Regions from separate parts of the Zea mays genome. Here region 2 is linked to region 1. A link is a contact called in public Hi-C data. All regions are on one chromosome and are shown on one strand. Each heading gives the region's core, a stretch centred on a gene start, on an enhancer-like site or on the middle of the called end of the contact. The rest is flanking DNA. Distances are from core to core; before and after follow the strand shown. Region 1 holds the start of LOC103650099 (protein FAM91A1). Region 2 holds the start of LOC100283719.

Region 1 (2,695 bases), core at 120-2,619:
GAAAACTGGCATGAACAGAAACTGTCGAATCTGTCATTCTGCAGAAAACTAAATTCGAGATCAAAACCTAACCCCACATCTAATCCAACCTCTAATCCTTTAATTCCCATGATCCACAACCTCCAAAAGCACATAATTACAGAGAGGAACAATGATCTCATCCATACCTAGGGTTTCCCCAAGAAATTCTGCAATAAGAGATGGGGAAGAGCATCTCCTTGATCCTCTCTTCCCCTTCAATTCAACGTGCTCCTCCTCTTCTCGATCCTTGCTGCGCGGGGGGAGATCTAGAGAGAGGAGGAAGCCATGGAGAGAGGCTGCCATGGGAGGAGAGGACGACCAGCCCAAGGGGAAAGGAGGGAGGGGCGGCCAAGTGTGGGAGGGGGGAGGAAGGGGTGGCAGCCAAGTAGGGGCAAAAGGGGAAAAGGCCACCACTAGGGCTTTCTTTGCGGGAGAAAAGAAGAGACACCATAGATGACTCCGACTTAGCATCCAACGGCCCACAACCCTTTTCCCACATCCACACACTGAAGATCAACCTTTAGCAACATTTTTTTGGGATATTATATAAAGTTGTCCTTTCCTTCCTCTATCCTATTAGCTAAACTTCGAAAGCTTCTTGTGGCTTTATTCAACTTTATCAAGCATGCACACACGTTGGTTGGTTGCCTGAAGCTTCCTTCTTCGGGTGCATGCACACCAACAATTTTGGCCAAACCTATCTTCGACATTAGTCATGCAATCATATAAAACAAGATAAAACAATTATAAGGTTAATGTTTTGAAGACCTTAAAGTCCCCAACAGTGGAGAAGAGGACTGTAAATAGTTATGGACCCATTTAGATCATACTTTCTCCGTTTCTTTTTAGTTGTTGCTAGATAGTTCAATTTTGTACTATCCAGCGACAACTAAAACGAAACGGAGGCAGTATAGACTAATTTTTAGTCCTGTCACATTAAAAGTTTGAATACTAGTTAGAAGTATTAAATATAATTTAATTATAAAACTAATTACATAGATAAACATAAAATGAGAAGACGAGTTTATTAAATCTAATTAGTCGATGATTCACTCATGTGATGTTATATTAAACATTTGCTAATCATAGATTAACTAGCGTTAATAAATTTGTCCCGTCGTTTAGTTCTCACCTCTTCATCTATATAATTAGTTTATAATTAGACTATATTTAACATTTATAATTAGCATTTAAACTGTAAATGTAATATGGACTAAACTTTAGTCAACCAAACACTTCTAAGACCAGATCAATGTATCTATTTTCTTACCTATATTTAAAATCCACTATGTAAATATTGCGATCAATAATGTAAACTATTTATTTGAACACACCACCCGCGGACGTTACCCGAACCGGCATCGCGGAAACCGGACTGACCACGGTGCCGGTACGACCGTACGAGTTTCGAAGGTTTGTCTCGTCCTGCTGCGGGCTGCGCGGACTAGAGACCGCCAATTTGCTTCCCTCCCCGCCGCGCTACTGTACATACTCTGCAAGCCACCGCAGTCCGCAGCGCGCCACCGCCTGGGGCACGCCACGGTGCCACGGACGGTGTCGCCGTGCTCGAACCCGCGTCACGGAATAGCAGCGTCCTCACGGCTCACGCTCCCGGACTTCACTCGCCCGTTCTCCGTGATATCGCGATCTGATCTCGCCCAGCGCAGCAGCCAGATCCGCCCCATCCAGCCACCAGTTTCGCGGCGGAGGGTGGAGGTGGAGGATGTCGGCGACGGTGGAGGAGCAGATGGTGGTGAAGGCGATCCGGGAGGAGTGCCCCTGGGAGTCGCTCCCCAAGCGCCTCCAGTCCACGCTCCAGACCAAGGACGAGTGGCACCGCAGGTACTCACTTCTTTGCTCTTGCCCTCTATGGATTTGCTCTGCTGCATTTCTGATGTAATCAGCTACGCTTAGTTTTGAGCTCTGATAGTCCTAGTACTAGTAGACGCCAACGCTGTGTGAAATGGCTGCTCTTGTGGCACTTATTTGGATCTCGTTCTCAACTACTCCCTATCTAAAAAAGTCAAAACGTCTAATAATCCGGAACCGAGGGAGTAGCTGTTTTGAGGTCCTCAATTTTGGCCGGGACAGTTGTAGTCGTCGTCTAGCAGGTCATACGGTGATTCATTGGCTCGTTTGATTACTAGGTCTCTTGGTGTTACTCTTTCCTAACAAGGACACTGTTGGAGTAGCCGAATTGAACTATGAGCGCCTTGATTGGATAATTCTGCGACTTGAAGTGACTTAATGTTTCCTAACAAGTGACTTGAAAGCAAAGTTTGGTTAATTGTGCAACCTTAGTTCTTACTGTTTTGTTACATACATTGCTTGCTAGCCTGCTGGGTGCTGGCTACTAGTGATGTTTTACTGCTTGAAACATAGGTGGCACAACATTTCTTAACAGGAAAGTAGTTCTATAGCGCCAAACGATTTCCACCTCGGGGAAATACAATTAAAGATTCACTGTTTCATAAAATACCACTGAAAATCAATCCATTCTCGAAAATACCACTCCGCTACCTTTTGCAGTTAACTGGAAATCTTCCTCTCTATTGTCTAAGTGAATTGTCATTTCTACCTACATCTTCCACTCATTCTCCATGCAGCAGCAGCATTGTTGGCCACACGGGTATGCTTGTGGTGCACTCTCACTGCCGGCCACGGTCACGTTGCT
Region 2 (2,695 bases), core at 99-2,598, 140 kb after region 1:
TCCGTTTAATCAATCGATGGAATGGGAGATAAAGATGGGTTGGCCAGCAACCGCGCTCGGTTCAGATGAGATGAGGTTGATGCCAAACAAAAATGAACGAAGGAATGGATGAATGAATGAAATGGGCGAAGTGGATGTTCTGATGACAGTTACTATATTATGGAACAACTACAGCTGACCAGTGACCACCTACAATTAAGCACAGCATTCGCCCTGATAGATAGCCTTAATGCGCACAGTTACCAGAGAGAGATAGAGAAGGAGGCACCTGATGGTCACCGCGACATCAGCAGGTTGGGTTTTCTTGGGAGGAACGGTGTAGCCTGGCTCAAAGTTCTGTCAGTAAAAAAAAGCACGGCTGTTAGACAAAAGGCGAAGCTTCACAATACTTGGACTCTGAGAAAGGTACAATACTTTGCTGCAATAAATAAATAAATAAACAAAAGCACTTTGCACGCTGTGATCAGCAGGGGAGACTTGCACGGGGGGGGGGGGGGGGGGGGGGGGGGGCAAATTGCTTAACCTTCATCACCCGGATCAAAATTTCCCCCGTCCAACACAAGCGGAGAAGTTGCGTGGATAAAACAGTGAGCGACGACGGCGGGTGAATAACAGGCGAAGGAATCTGAAAATTGCTGCTGGGCGCGATCGACTCGGGCGCGACGAAAACAAACCTGGAGGCAAATCTCGCAGACGGCGCTTCCCTTCTCGTCGCACCACCTCTGCACGCATCCCCTGTGAGCGTACTGCAGGCGCGAGGGGAGGAACAACAGACACGTCGTCGTTCAGATGGCTTGGCCGGTGCAGCGAGTTCACGAGACACGCAGCAGGCGGAGCGCGCGCAGAGCATCATCAGGTCATGCGCCGCATGCTGCTGTAGCCGCCCGCATAGAGGATAGAGGAGGACACATACCTTGAGGGAGCCGGAGCAGGCGCAGGGCGACTCCATGGCGGAGCGCCGCTCGTCCTCCTCGTCGTGGCAAATCCTGCACTGCCGCAGCGAGGAGGAGCACGCTTCCTCTTGCTCCATCTTCTTCTTCTCTTCTTCTTCCTCGCTCTCTCTCTCTGAGCCTCCGTGTCTCTCTGGTCGTTGGCTGCTTTGCCTTTGCTCCCTTCCCTCCCTCACACCATCCCCTCTCTCTCTCTCTACCCTGGACCTGGACGCAACGGAAATGGCTTTAAATAATCTGGAAGGAGGAAAGGAAGCGAGGTGGGTCCCACCTGCACCAGGAACGGCCGCGGCAGCTCGTAGTTAGTCCCGGTCCTCCGCGGCAGGCGTGGCTCTCCAGTTAGCATTCCTCCGGTGCGACTGCGAGCTGGGGGGGCTCGATGCATCATGCATGCGTCTGCCTCTGCGCCCGCTTCTGCGTCGATTTTTTTCCCCATACGCGTGTGTGTGTATATAGGCAGCAGTACTCAAGTGCTACTTTCCCCTGTGTCAGTCAGTCAGACTTCGTTCCTTGATGCGAACGGTAGTGGGCTACTCCGACTTTATAAAGCCTTTTTTTCTCTTTGCAGCGTGTGGTATTTTCTTAATAAGAAATTAGGCATCCAGATCTAAAGGTTATCGAAAAATCGTGGATTCCAAGTCGAATACGGTCCGAATTATAGAAGACAGTGGAAGAAAAAAAAAACAGAAGCGAAGAATCAAACCCGCTAATTCTGAATAGTAAGGACGCAAAATCCAACTATAAAATCGAGATTTTGACAACCATGTGAGATGCAGCCACAAGTGAGGTGAGGTTGTTAAGGATGGCCACCGGAAAAGGTTATGGAAGAGACACTCGATCGTTATGATGCGTCAGTGGCGGCGTATGGTAGTGGGTGGGTGTGTGGGTGGGTGGAGAGCGAAAAGGTTACCGTAACTGAAGACACAAAAAATAAATAAATAAATCCAGTAGTTTGATGAAATGTTCAAGGAGATCTCAAACTATTAAAACATCTTCTACAACCGGAAACACAAATGTTGAATGACCGAAAGTGGTTCACGTACGATCCACCACCCGTATAACTGGATTAGACCAACCTTAACCTACAATTGTTGTTACTTCTCGTTCTGAACTAAAGAAGCATGAGTCAAACACGTTGCCTTATTTGTACCTAAGTTTAACACTAGAGTCATACGTGTAGCGACGCTCGTCTAGCTAACACCGTCAAAGATGACCTATGATTAATGGCCCACCTATTTTCCTAATTCGACGGCATGCATGCCAAAGGGGAGTAATCAAATGGCGAGCACTTTCTTTTTTCTACGTGCCAAATTTTAAGTGGTGACGTGAGCCTTCCTCATTCATCTATGGTATGTTAAGACAACCATTCCAGCATCCCCATACATAAGACTGGTGTCAATGTTCCGTACACGTGTCAAACCTATCGGTCGGGCATCACACCCGCCAATGGTGTGCTAGCGTTGAGCGGCACAGGCGCAGTCTATGAGGTCGTCGACCAGCCGGCAGGATCAGTACCCACTGACCGCTTTGGAGTCACGATCGATCCATATTGACCAGTCCGTATCGCTCATCGTATTGCTATCATGGTCCGTAGCAATTTCAGAATGGAGAAGTGCTTGAGCTCATTCACACAACCCTCACTTCAGATGTCTATACCACCTCCTCATTCTTCTCTCAACCCTCACTTCAATATATAAAAGTTTTTTACCGTTGAGATTGGCAACTAGCATATGTAGGATGTGTTG

Evidence for each region. Hi-C and Micro-C count contacts between places; a contact is called where the count stands out from the background.
Region 2: a Hi-C map of leaf shows a contact between it and region 1, with 4 times the contacts expected there. The contact joins the promoter of LOC100283719 here to the promoter of LOC103650099 in region 1. A contact is called at or near these places in 7 of 25 Hi-C or Micro-C datasets (bundle sheath, ear, endosperm and 2 more).

Annotation. Positions count from the first base shown.
Region 1 is chr3:54,461,233-54,463,927 of Zm-B73-REFERENCE-NAM-5.0, forward strand. LOC103650099 (protein FAM91A1) reads left to right here and starts at 1,370. Exons shown (of 12, transcript XR_004857137.1): 1 at 1,370-1,863.
Region 2 is chr3:54,603,280-54,605,974 of Zm-B73-REFERENCE-NAM-5.0, forward strand. It overlaps LOC100283719, which reads right to left and starts at 1,349. Exons shown (of 8, transcript NM_001371961.1): 1 at 1,222-1,349; 2 at 914-1,157; 3 at 675-746; 4 at 269-336. The coding sequence starts at 1,030.